3 separate regions of the Pan troglodytes genome follow, and regions 2 and 3 are each linked to region 1. The links are chromatin contacts, called in public Hi-C maps. All regions are on one chromosome and are shown on one strand. The core of a region is the stretch at or near the end of the contact, and the rest is flanking DNA. Distances in the headings are between cores, read along the strand shown. Region 1 holds the start of CACNG3 (calcium voltage-gated channel auxiliary subunit gamma 3). Region 2 overlaps PRKCB (protein kinase C beta). Region 3 has its middle 39 kb from the start of RBBP6.

Region 1 (4,469 bases), core at 915-3,414:
AGTTGGGAGGCATGATAGGGAACTAACTGCGGCCTCCCTGCCTCCACACTCCCACTCCGTTCAGTTGTTCTGACTTGCTCCACATGCAGGCTCGGGACTTCCCACAGTGATCAGGTTGGCCCTGGACAGCAATTCCAAAGAATGAGCCTGCCTCACCAAGTCAGAGGCTGAGGACAAAGCTCCAGTTTTATCACATGTATCCCTTTCTCTTATTCAGCAAAACTGGGTGCATCCTGACCCATAATTGTTACCTTCATCTACCTGAGCTCCTGATCCTTTTCCCCCAACTATCCTTCTGCTAGGCCCCTGGGCACCATACTCTGCTTGTCTGCGCTTCTGTTGTAGAGCTAAGTGGGTGGAGATGAAGATGCTGCTGTTCCACTGTGGGTCTGGTAAATGGAGAGATTGGGGCATACTGTCCCTTAGCCCGAAGCTCACTCACCTTTCATCAACATGGTCCTTCTTTGAAAGAAGACCTTTCTCACTTCTATCCAAGCAAGAGAAGAATCAAACAGATCCTGAAATGACTGCTTTGATCATTAGTAATTATTTCATCTTATTTAACTTTCTGAGAGTGGGGAGGGAAATTTTTGCTAACTGAATTAATCCCTCCCAAGAAATACCAACCTCACCTCCATGTTACATATGGCTTTCCCTTAAAAAAGAAAGGTAATAACAATCAAGGCAGGATATTTTTATTAAGATGCAAATTTTCATTTCAGGAAAGAAAATGACACTAAGAAACTTGTAGGGGCCCTCGTGTATCCTCTCCCGACTATCTTCTGTCATTCTTCTGGAGTATGGCTGTGGTGCTGGCCCCAAGTTTATCCATTCCATTGTGGATTATGTGGCAAGATTTCAGTATTTCTACCTCCTGTCCATAAATCAGTGTTTTTGAACCACGACACATGCATATGCAACTAAATGCTCATAGGTATACACACCTACATATTCAAATCTATACTATACCTACACACGTGCATGCATACACATACATGTGCAAATATGTATGCATATGCATAGCAAAAATGCTAGGCATTTGCAGCAAATATGTTCACATGGTCCATAACACTGTCTGCAGGTACAAACATACATTTACATACTTGCTTTACTTCTATGACGGATTCACAGGCATTCAGAATTTATAACTAAACTGAACATAGCACAGGTGAGCATTCAAACACAATCACTCCACAGCTATACATTCAAACTTCCTCCTGCACATGAGTATTTATCTAACACCAGAATAAAGTCTTCAGTCTTAACACCAAAATGAAAGTAGCAAAGTCACCAAGAAGTTGTGAGCTGCATTTGCGAACCCTTCAATATATTCCTGCTACCCAGTCACCTGAATAGAAGTTCCCAGGCAGCCAGAGATGGCACCAGGGGAGTATGTGTGTCTGCGATTACCTCCCGTTATATTTCTGTCCAGCTAAATAACATTCAAACATGACAGTTGGTTGCGGACACATCTCAGGAACTGTGGAAACAACCCAAGCAGCCTCATTTCCAACTATCTGACCTCTGGATATCAGTCCCAGGATGCCATAAGAAAAAAAATAATAAGGGCATTTCTGTGGGCTGTTTCTAGTCAACTCGGTGTGTGCCCATGCATATGCCAGAATACATAGTAATAAAAAGCTGGTTAAATGCTGGTCCTTTGCAATACTGGCTATTTCCAAGGAAGAGAGCTTTCAGGTGTGCAATGCCATTTGCACTTTGGACTAACAAGCAAAGCAGACCTAACTTCACCTGCTTCATGGTCTCACTTAGATAACAATGTTAACAAATGAATATCTCAGAGACCTTTGAACAAAATCTGACATTTTCAGTGACTCTCCCACCATGAATCCATCACCCCCTTCGATGTAGATATGTTAAAATGTATAAAAGGCATATTCAAAGGCCAAAATCTTATAGTCTTTTGCCCAAGGTCCCTAATATGTGTATGACAGAGTCTATATATATTTAGCTTCTTCCATCTTTTAGGAATACATGATCATGTATATATGAACAGTTCCGGGTCTGATCTGAGCAGGTTGTCTCCGGTGTAAACCAGAGCTCCAGAGAAAGGAGGGTAGACATATTGGTTTGTTTGCTGGGGAACCAAATTGAGACAGACTCTACACAGATGTGATTGTGACAACACTTTTTGCCCGCCTAAGCGAGCCATAGAGCCGTCTCCAGAGCTGCCGGTGCCTTTAAGAAGACTCGGTCTTTCGGGTGTTCTTTTTCCCCAATGGGCTCCAGTGGTGCCCGCAGCAAAAGGCAAACTTGCCTGGCTCATGGGGTGAAAGGGAGGATTGAAGAATGCCGCGTTGGGTGGGTGCTGAGGGAGCGCCAGAGTGCGCTACGGGCTTCGCTCCCCTTCCCCTTTCCTTAACCCTTCCTAGAGCGGAGGAACCGGGTCGTGCTGCAGCGCCCAGGAGCCAGGGCGCTGACTGTCCTCGGCTCCAGAAACTTTGCGCGGAGAGTGGGCTTGACTGGGCAGAGCCGAGCCGGCTGGCTGACCCGGGAAGGAACGGGGGAAGGGCGGGGTGAGGGAAGAAAGACCCTTTAGCACCCCGGGTTTCTAGCCCGGGCGGCGGTGTGCAGCTGCATGAGGGAGCTGTCCCTTCGGCACCACGGACCTTAAAGCCTAGGCGTTAAGACGGCGGAGGCGGGGCAACAGGCGGGGAGCTGTCCCTTCAGCACCACGGACCTTGGCGCCCCCAGGGAAACCAGCCGGCCCCCGCCCCAGGACTCTGTCTTTTCTCCAGTTTGAGCGGGGGTGTCGGGAGCAGGCGGAGAGCTTTCCTGCGAGGCTGTGGAAGCAGTGAACACTCTTCTCAGCGGCTCGCCTCCCAGCAGTGCTATTTTTTGCCATCCGCCCTCACCCCCAGCACACGCGCTCGCACACACACGCACGCACGCACACACACACACACTCACACAGAGACCTCTCTGGGTTTCTTTGCCTTGAGTCTCCCGGGGCTGTGAGAAGCCAGGCGCATCTCAAACCGAGCTGGCAGCTCCAGGCTCCGGAGCCATGCCCTGCACGGACCCTCGTCTTTACCACGCTCCTGAGGAATGAAAGGAACCCAGGGACCCTCAGAAGGCAGCAGTGATGCGGACCAACCCCCCGGAGCCTGCACCCTTCCCAGGGCCATAGGCGACCCAGGGAACTGGAGAGAGCTCCAGAAAGGAAATCCCAGCTTTCCCAAAGTCCCTGTGGATGCTGACAAAAGGAGACCTGAATTTTTGGAAGAGCCTGTACTAGGTTACCCGGCTGCAGAGTGATTTTCCCCTCCGGCACTGACTCTCCCCCTCCAACCCCCAGCCGTCCAGAGTACCATGAAGAATTATGAGGATGTGTGACAGAGGTATCCAGATGTTGATCACCACTGTAGGAGCCTTTGCCGCTTTTAGTTTAATGACCATTGCAGTGGGCACGGACTACTGGTTATATTCCAGAGGTGTGTGCAGGACTAAATCTACAAGTGATAATGAAACCAGCAGGAAGAATGAAGAAGTAATGACCCATTCGGGGCTGTGGAGGACCTGCTGCCTAGAAGGTATTTACAATTTCCTCTCAATAGCTCTGAATAATCCAGTTCTGATATTCTGGTGGGTGTTTGGAGGAGATGGAAATGGTGATAAGGAAAGAAGAGAAGTTCAAATTATTGCTGAGAATGTGCAGGTGACCAGACTCTGTTAACAGCAAGACTGACGCCATGTGGGTTAAAGGGGTTGGGTCTTGTTGATTGTTTTTAGTATAAGCTTCATGAGATGAGATTTTTGTCACACTCTAGGCAGCTTCTGCAGTTTAGAAAAGTCTTCAAATCCAAAATCCCTAGGCATATTGTCAACTGCTTGGATCTCTGGCTTGAGATGGGGTCTTTAACCCTGCTTAAATTGGATTTCGAAGGGAGCGGGAGGGAAGGGAGGAGAAGGGACAAGAGGAAGGAAGTGAGGAGAGAGAGAGAGAGAGAGAGAGAGAGAGAGAGATCCTGACCTGGTCTGGCACATTCTGAGCTATTTCATTATTTCTCAACATAGACTTATCAGTTTCTCCTGAGTTTGCTCTAACTAGATATTGTCATCAACTTCCACTGCCAATCAGTAACAGGGTAACATGTAAACCCCTACTCCCACCCACACCCTATGCACACATTTTAAGAAAAAATCCTTATTGATACATGTTTTATTAGTTTGGATCACAACAAAACTGAAGTCTTGGTATTTTGTATCCACCTGTCTTCATTCCTAAATCATTCCCAAACCCCTAAAAAGGTATTTCCATGACATTTACAAAAGACTGATTCTCCAAGAATTGCAGTTTGTCATTTCTAGTTCTAAAAATTAGGGAGTAGTTATAAATTATAATGAAGAAGAAAGAGCAATTTAAAAATATAAAGCCCTTTTGTAGCCTATCACACTATTAAACTTGCTTTCACCACACCAGAAGTCACTCTCAGCACCAGTAGGCA
Region 2 (4,226 bases), core at 196-2,695, 200 kb before region 1:
TAGTCCAATGGGAATCCATTATTGTGACTCTAGTAGTTGTAATAGTTCCTTTAAGTTTTATTTATTTATTTTAGATACAGGTTCTCACTGTATCACTCAGGCTGGAGTACAGAGGCACAATCACTGCTCACTGCAGCCTCAAACTCCTGGCCTCAAGCAATCCTCCTGCCTCAGCCTCCTGAGTAGCTGGGACTGCAGGCACACACCACCATGCCCAGCCAAATTTTTAAAAATTTTATAATAGAGATGGGATCTGGCTATGTTGCCCAGGCTAGTTTCAAACTCCTGGCCTCAAGTGACCCTCATGCCTCAGCCTCCCAAAGTGCTGGGATTACAGGTGTGAGCCACTGAACCTGGCTATTTAAGTTATGTATTTGCAACTCCATTTCTTGCTTTCCCAATGGTAGGCAGTATCTCTTAACTTTGTCTTTTGTAGAGCATTTTTATATGCATGATATCATTTACTCCCTATGAGATAGATGTGACTATTGTCCCTATTCTGTAGAGGAGACAACTGAAGCTCGGAAAGATTAAATGACTTGGCCAGATTCATATAGCTGATAAGTGCTGGTGCTGGAATTTAAACCCAGGTTTGTCTTAATATGGAGATCTTAGCACCTATTTTATATGAAGAGACAATCCTTTAGGGATACTGGGGAAACCTGTGGCTTTTGGACAATAAATTAAAAACCCTTTCCCAAGAAGGGGAGCTGTGTGTGTATCAATCAAACTATTCTGAGAGGGAGGAAAAGGTTCTTTTCTGTGGGAACGCTGACCAAGCCGTTGACAGCTCATTTATGTGATGCTGGTGCAGTTTGACATTCATAGTACAAGACTTGCATGCAATTAGCACGAATCGTTCTAACAGTCTCTTGAAAACATTTGGAATTTTCCCTCTGTCTGGCCTTGTGCATGATGTAAACATGGCTTTATTTAGTTGGTCATCCATCCCAGAATAGTGTGGTCTGCATCTGTCTGCATCGCTGTGGTCTGATTGAGGTCTTGTTTTCCTGGAGGGCAGAGACTGTTGTGTAGGCTTGCTTTGTGGATCCTCCTCCCCCAGGATCATTTGCCACAAACCCGATGGCAGCCTCTCTCTTTAGCTCATGACAATTTCTCCAAGTGTAAGCTGGGGGTCCCGTTCAGTATGCAATGCAAATGAGATGCAAATGAGGGGCCCTCTTGGGCACAGGCCAGGAGGCCAGAGCTCTGGGGACTTCTGTACCCCTCCTCTGAGTTGCCTAATGAAGCTGACAGTTCCTTTCACAATCATCTTCTCCACCCACCAAAGGCCTCTTAATGAGGGCAGAAGCTGACTGCTCTGAAACCCCTTCAGACACCTGGTGATTGGAAGCTGGAGAGACAGTGAGCTTTAGATGGGCTGTCAGCCGCTGCTGAGTCCTCATCAGCTGCCTGCTGGGTTCTGAGAAGCACTAGGGAAGGAAGGGAGATGGCCCTGGAACTGACTGCTATTGTCTGTTCCTCCTCCCCTGACGAGCTGCATGCGGCAGCCACGGATGGCTGGGTTTGGGCTTTCACGTTGGCTTCTCTGGCCCTTGCTGGATGCCTGCTTCAGCTCAGAGAATGTGGCTTCACAGGGACTTGGAATAAGAGCTGAGAGCCTGTTCCCCCCATCGAGGATCAATGCTCCTTTGATTTCATTTCTTCTTTCCAGACGAATCCACTGTCTTAGCCCGTTGTTGGAGAAATCCCGACCTAAGCAGGCTTTCAAATTGGGGAAAGAAAAGTGAACCAATCTGAAATCATGGAATGGTTGGTGGAGAAGGACAAGTAGTCATATCCACAAAGAGCCAGCAGTCCCAAAGGATGTTCCAGTGCATCTTTCTGCTTATTTCTTCTAGTTTTGTAGGGGTGTGTGGTGTGCAATGCTGTTTGCTTGACAGAATCCTTTCAGTCTCTCTCTCTCTCTAAATATAAATTTCCTGCACTACAACAGCCTACTAAGTGCCAGACACAGTGCTGGGCTCTTTACCTGCATCAACCCATTTTGTCTCCATTGACAAAAGGGGAAACTGAGGCTCAGAGAGGTTAATTGACTTGCTCAAGGTCAACTTGGCTTCTGTGTGGCAGAACTGGAGTTTGGTCCCAGGTCTGTTTGCATCTAACACCCAGCCCCTTAACCACTTTGCCGAATTGAGAATTTGGAAATTAAAATGGTGATTTCAACTCAGGGATGGGTGTGCTTTCTTTCAGCCTTGCAGTAAGTGCACATCTTCTTTCTCTTTTCCTCTCTGAAACTGCCAGCCTCTCCCTTGGGGTTCTCCTTGGCTCTGGCCATGATTTCCCCAGCTTCCTCATCCATACCTCCTGGCATCAGACTGACCTGGGCTAATCACCATCTCTGCCTGTCACTAGTTCAAGAGGCAGCTTATGGGACTTGTGGGTCATACAGGTTCCCCTAGAAAGATGATGGGCAGACTGACATTGGGATTGAGATGTCTTGTCTCCAGCGTTCTTGAATAGGGGCAACAATGCCCACTGGGTCTCCAGGCATGGGGTCTAAAAGTGAATGCAAAATACCTGTGATACAGTGTGGATGTTTTATCCCCACCAAGTCTCATGTTGAAATGTGATCCTCGGTGTTGGAGGTGAGACCTCGTGGGAGGTGCTTGGGCCATTTTTGGGTCATGGGGCAGACACCTCATGCCTGGCTTGGTGCGCTCCATGTCACCTAAACGAGTTCTCGCTCCATGTTCACTAGAGATCTGGTTGTTTAAAAGAGTCTGGCACCTCCCCTCTCTCATTCTTGTTCCCGCTCCTGCCATGTGATACACGGGCTCCCCTTTCTCCTTGTACCATGATTGGAAGCTTCCTGAGTCCCTCACCAGAAGTGGATGCCAGCACCATGCTTCCTGGACAGCCTACAGAACCATGAACAAAAATAAACCTCTTTTCTTTATAAAGTACCCAGCCTCAGGTATTCCTTGAGAGCAACGCAAACAGATGAACACAGCCTATTTCCATAGCCTTGCTATCGGTGAGTCTTGGGACCGTGGTGCATGCACAGGGGCCAGATCCAGCCCTTACCCCAAGAGCAGATTCAAACGTGTCTTTCCCTGATTATTTATGGCCAATAAAATGGAAGGTGATGGTTGTGGTGGGTGTCTATGATCAGGGCTCAATAAATATTTGTTGAAAACAAAAATTTAAACAAGAAAAAGACAGGACCTTGTCAACAAGTGTTATATAGTTGCAGATCTTTATCTTGGATTGTTCAGACTCTGCCCTTCTCTGGCAGGCACACTTTTGGGAATGGGAAGGGCCAACAGTGCTTCTTTGGTCCCATTAGATCCCCATGTCAGCCCTATGAAATAATACTATCCCATACTTACTACTATTTCAGCTTTACAGAAGGGAAAAATGCAGCTCAGAGAGGTGAATTCACTTGCCCAAAGTCCCATCGCTAGGGAGCGATGGGATTTGAATTAAAAATGCAGATGTGATTGATTCTAAACGCAGGCTGTTAATGCATAGCTTTCCTGGGGAACACAAAGAGCTTTCCTTTCATACCTCATTCATTCATTCATTCACTTATTCTTTAATCTCTTCTGTATGGGAGGTCATTTGCTAGATACTGGATGGCTGTAGGAATGAATATGATTCTTTACACACTGAGTATTTCATAGCCCTACTAAGAGAGAAGAAGAGAGAGCTCACTATAAAAGGGGGGATTGGTGAAGAGATAATGGAGTAGGAAGCACATGCTGTGGGAGGTGCCAGGGGATGAGAGGTTAATTCCAACCCATGGGGTTGTGATAGGCTTCACAGAGGCAAAGGCAGTGGACTTAGTTCTGGACGGGGCAGAGATCTAACGTTTATTGATGGCTTGCCCCTTGCTAGGACTCAGCTTGGTGGGCGCTTTGTCTATTTTCTACTTTGAAAGATGAATAGAAACTTTCACGGTCTTTTGCCCTCTGAAATCCACTCTTCACACCCAGCCACAGGAATCTTTCTAAAATGTAAATCAGGCCATGTCACCCCCCTGCTTAAACGATTCCAAGCCTTCTCAGAGCTTCCAACTGAAACCTAAACTCCTCACTCCTGCTCTAAGAGCCTGCAGATTCTGCTTCCTTCAGCCTCTTTCCAACCTTGTTTGTTCTTTTCCCATGATAGCCACATCTCTGAGCCAACAAATATTTTTCCTTCCTTCTTGCACTTGCTCTTCCCTCAGCTTGGGTTGCTTTTCCTTGGGCTCTATGTGTTGC
Region 3 (4,646 bases), core at 1,235-3,734, 240 kb after region 1:
ACTGCCTTTCTCTGCCATCAGCATTTCTTGTTCAGTGACCCAAGTGGTATACTGCAGTGGTTCTGAAACGTTGGTATGCATTGGAATCACGACAGACTGTGAGGCACCATCCCCGGAGTTTCTGATTCAGTAGGGTCTGGAGGAAGGTCCAAGACTTTGCATTCCTACCACATTCCCAGGGGAGGCTGATGTTGCTGGCCCAGGAGGCACCCACTGGTGTAGCGGGTGCTGTTGGTGCCTCACAGGGACCCTCTTCCCAGCCAGTGCATCCATCCCCAGATGCCCAGAGCACTGGCTGCTAATAGCTCACAGCTGTTTCCTCTCTAGAGCACTGCATGGTATGGGTTGAATTAATTGTATGCCCCTAAAATTCCAGTGTTAAAGTCCTAACCCTCAATATCTTAGAATGTGACCTTATTTGGAAAGAGGGCCTTTAAAGAGATAATTAACTTCAATTATATCATTAGGTCTTTAGGGCCCTGATCCAATATAACCATGGATATAGTTTGGATATTTGTCTCCTCCAAATCTCATGTTGAAATGTGATCCCCAGTGTTGGAGGCGGGGCCTAGTGGGAGGTATTTGAGTCATGGGGGTGGATCCCTCACGAATGACTTGGTGCCATCCTCCCAGTAATAAGTTGAGAAGTGATTCTTACAAAGAGCCCAGCACCTCCCTCCCTCTCTTGCTTCTTCTCTCACCATGTAATCTCTGCACACACCAGCTCCCCCTTGGCCTTCTGCCATGAATAGAAGCATCCTGAGCTCTCAGCAGAAGCAGATGCTAATGCCATGCTCCCTGTACAGCCTGCAGAACTGTGAACCAAATTAATCTCTTGTCTTCATAAATTACCCAGCCTTGGGTATTCCTTTATAGTAATGCAAACAGACTAGGACCACCACTGTCCTTATAAAAAGGGGATATTTGGACACAGACAGACAGACAGACACACACACACACACACACACACACACACACTGCTAGGTAAAAATGAAGGTAGAGGGCCAGGCGCAGTGGCTCACACCTGTAATCCCAGCACTTTGGGAGGCTGAGGTGGGTGGATTACTTGAGCTCAGGAGTTTGAGACCAGCCTGGGCAATATAGTGAAACCCTATCTCTACCAAAAACACAAAAATCTAGCTGGGCATGGTGGCACGTGCCTGTAGTCCCAGCTACTCGGGAGGCTGAGGCAGGAGGATCACTTGAGCCTGGGAGGCAGAGGTTGCAGTGAGCCATGATTGCGCCAGTGCACTCCAACCTGGGTGACAGAACAAGACCCTGCCTCAAAAAAGAAGACAGATTGAAGTGGTGCTTCTACAAGCCAAGCGAAACCAAAGATTGCCAGCAGACCACCAGAGGCTGAGGGAAAGGCATGGAACAGACTCTCCCTCATGGCCCTCAGAAAGAACCAACCCTGCTGGCACCTTGAACTTGGACTTCCAGCCTCCAGAACTATTAGAGAATAAATGTCTGTAGTTTAAGCCATCCAGGTGGTGGTACTTTGTTTCAGCAGCCTTCCAAACTAATGCACAGCCCTTGGGCAGAAAGGAACCACTAGATGATGGCCCCCACACCTCCTGGGATCAGACCTCGGACGATAACCCACGGGAATGGGGCCAGCCCCTTGGCCTTAAGTGGGGACCAGCTCTGTGTTGTCATTTTGCTTCCTGTGGCATTAGTGAGCTTTCTGTACTGTTTTATCCTGCTTCCTCACTCATCTCCTCCTGAGAATTCTTGGTTTCCATCTTAGGATCTGCTGCTAGGGAACCCAACTCAAGTCAAGGGATGAGAATTTGCATTCCCTATTACCCCATAGGCAAGAAATGATTACTTTCTCTCCTCCCAATCTCCACCTCACCGTCAAAGAAAGATGGGCGGCAGCCTAAACCTTGTGGGTATTTTTTGTTTTGTTTTTGTTTTCTGTTTGCTTGATTTTGGGGTGGTTTTGTTTTGTTTTGTTTTGTTTTGTTTTGTTTTGTTTTGTTTGAGACAGCCTGGCTTTTTTACCCAGGCTGGGGTGCAGTGGCTTGACCTCGGCTCACTGCAACCTCTGCCTCCTGGGTTCAAGTGATTCTTTTGCCTCAGCCTCCCCAGCAGCTGAGACTACAAGCGTACACCACCGTGCCCAGCTAATTTTTGTATTTTTAGTAGAGACAGGGTTTTACCATGTTGCCCAGGCTGGTGTTTTTTGTTTATTAAGAGATGGGGTCTCCCTATGTTGCCCAGACTGGACTCTACCTCCTGGGCTCAAGCAATCCTCCCGACTCAGCCTCCTGATGGCTGAGACTACAGGCGCCCACCACCATGCCTGGTCTGTGTTGGCTATGGTCTGTGTTGAAGGCTCCCTCACTTTGAGTGAAAAAGAACCTGCTCCTAGGCCTATCTTTGGGATAAGAAATTGTACTCGGCTCACCAAGGCCAGGGTGGTGGAATTACAGAACAGAAGCGCCCTCAGCTGGCAAGCTGGGATTAGACACACCCAACTCAATTTCTCCTGTGGAGAAGGAACAGCGGGGGAACACCAGCCCTCTACAGCCTTCCTTCCTCTACACACGCACTGCTACCCATGCTTTCAGAAATACTAAGAATTAGCCGAGCGTGATGGTGCATGCCTGTCGTCCTAGCTACTCCAGAGGCTGAGGCGGGGGGATCTCTGCATCTGAGAGTTTGAGGATGCAATGAGCTGTGATCATGCCACTGCACTCCAGCCTGGGCAACAAAGCAGGACCTGGTAATACGGTTTGGGTCTGTGTTCCCACCCGTATCTCATGTGGAATTGTAACCCCCAATGTTGGAGGTGGGGCCTGGTGGGAGGTGATTGGATCATGGGAGGGGATTTCCCCTTGGGTGCCGCTCTCATGATAGTGACTTACCACCAGAGCTGCTCATTTAAAATTGTGTAGCACCTCTTCCCCTGTTTCCTCCTGCTCCAACCATATAAGAGGAAACTGCTTCCCCTTCGCCTTCTGCCATGATTGTAAGTTTCCTGAAGCCTCCCCAGCCATGCTTCCTGTACAGCCTGCAGAACCATGAGCCAATGAAACCTTTTTTCTTTATGAATTACCCAGTCTCAGTTATTTCTTTATAGCAGTGTGAGAACGGACTGATACACCTGATCTCTAAATTTAAAAAAAAAATAAGTCAAATACTAAGAAGTGATTTGCAGAGCTTGTAGGGGTAAAGCTGGGTCTAGAGAGGGCTCAAAAGTACTGCTTCCCCATATCCATCAGTTCAAAGAGTGCCTGGCCTCGATCATAGACTAGGGCAGAGCTGGCCTCCAGCATCTGCCCAAGAATGTGACCCAGACCTCCTGCCCCAGAACCTCCTAAGGGTGAGAACAGGCCTTTGGGACTCTGCCTCCCTCACCCTCACCACCACGACCCGGACCCTGTGTTTCTTGTTTCATTCCTTACTAGTCCAGATAGTCCAGGGTAGGAAGGCTTGGAGGGACAGAGTGTGGGATAGATGTGCACACACTGCAGCTCTGTGTCTGTGTGTGCGTGCAGGGCCATGTGTGTGGGAAAGATGCAAGGAATGTCTCCCTAGGAGGGGAATACCTGCACACTGGTTGAGAACATGTTATTGTGAAAAGGTTCCTTGGAAAGTGCTGTATCCATCAGCTTCATTGAGCAGATAAGGAAAATGAGGCCCAGAGAGAAGAATAGACCTGCCCGAGGTTGGTCATGCTGGGGCTTACCCCAAGAAAAGAGAAGTAAGCGTGATGTGTATATTGGGTTGTGCACATGTGTGCTTGCCAAAAAAAAAAAGGTTTAAACACACACACACACCTCCTCCCCCACTTCTTCCTGCTACAACCATATAAGAGGAAACTGGAGTTTTTGTTTTGTTTTGTTTCGTGTTGTTGTTGTTGTTTTGAGTCAGGGTCTCCTCTGCCACCCAGGTTGGAATGCAGTGGTACCACCTTGGCTCACTGCAGCCTCAACCTCTTGGGCTCAAGCCATCCTCCCACCTTAGCCTCTCAAGTAGCTGGGACTACAGGTGTGCACCATCATGCCTGGATAATTTTTTATTTTTTTACTTTTTGTAGAGATGGTGTCCTGCTATGTTTTCCAGGCTGGTCTCGAACTCCTGGACTCAAGTGATCCATCCTCCTCAGCCTCCCAAAGTGATGGGATTACAGGCATGACCCACCATACTCAGCCCCAGGAGTCTTGATTTATGCCCCTGAAATGGTTTGGGTCCATGTCCCCACCCAAATCTCATGCCAAATCGTAATCCCCAATGTTGGAGGCAGGGCCTGGTGGGAGGTGATTGGATCATGGGGGTGGATTTCCCCCTTGGTGCTGCTCGTGAGTGCTCATGAGAGCTGGTTGTTTATTTTGGTTTTGTTTTTTGTTTTGTTTTGTTGAGATGGAGACTTGCTCTATCACCCAGGCTAGAGTGCAGTGGCATGATCTCAGCTCACTGCAACCTCTGCCTCCTGGGTTCAAGCGATTCTCTTGCCTCAGCCTCCTGAGTAGCACGGATTACAGGCATCCACCACTACATCCAGCTAATTTTTGTGTGTGTCTGTATTTTTGTAGAGACAGCATTTCACCATGTTGGCCAGGCTGGTCTTGAACTCCTGACTTCAGGTGATCCGCCTGCCTTGGCCTCCCAAAGTGCTGGGATTATAGGCATGAGCC

The links. Hi-C and Micro-C count contacts between places; a contact is called where the count stands out from the background.
Region 2: a Hi-C map of induced pluripotent stem cells shows a contact between it and region 1, with 2.7 times the contacts expected there. The contact joins the enhancer-like site here to the promoter of CACNG3 in region 1. A contact is called at or near these places in 3 of 7 Hi-C or Micro-C datasets (induced pluripotent stem cells and stem cell-derived neural progenitor cells) and 1 of 1 other capture datasets (stem cell-derived neural stem cells).
Region 3: a Hi-C map of induced pluripotent stem cells shows a contact between it and region 1, with 2.8 times the contacts expected there. The contact joins the enhancer-like site here to the promoter of CACNG3 in region 1. A contact is called at or near these places in 3 of 7 Hi-C or Micro-C datasets (induced pluripotent stem cells and stem cell-derived neural progenitor cells) and 1 of 1 other capture datasets (stem cell-derived neural stem cells).

What each region holds. Positions count from the first base shown.
Region 1 is chr18:26,869,591-26,874,059 of NHGRI_mPanTro3-v2.0_pri, forward strand. CACNG3 (calcium voltage-gated channel auxiliary subunit gamma 3) reads left to right here and starts at 2,165. Exons shown (of 4, transcript XM_016929639.4): 1 at 2,165-3,554. The coding sequence starts at 3,344.
Region 2 is chr18:26,671,841-26,676,066 of NHGRI_mPanTro3-v2.0_pri, forward strand. All of the region lies in intron 5 of PRKCB (protein kinase C beta), which reads left to right. Among named protein-coding and RNA genes, the nearest start is that of CACNG3, 200 kb to the right of the region's middle. Within about 2 kb of position 1,446, at least 10 of the 24 cell types and tissues checked have an H3K27ac peak or open chromatin away from gene starts, as enhancers often do. A contact at or near this core is called in induced pluripotent stem cells, where this site is marked.
Region 3 is chr18:27,113,272-27,117,917 of NHGRI_mPanTro3-v2.0_pri, forward strand. No RefSeq gene overlaps it. Among named protein-coding and RNA genes, the nearest start is that of RBBP6, 39 kb to the right of the region's middle. Within about 2 kb of position 2,485, at least 3 of the 24 cell types and tissues checked have an H3K27ac peak or open chromatin away from gene starts, as enhancers often do. A contact at or near this core is called in induced pluripotent stem cells, where this site is marked.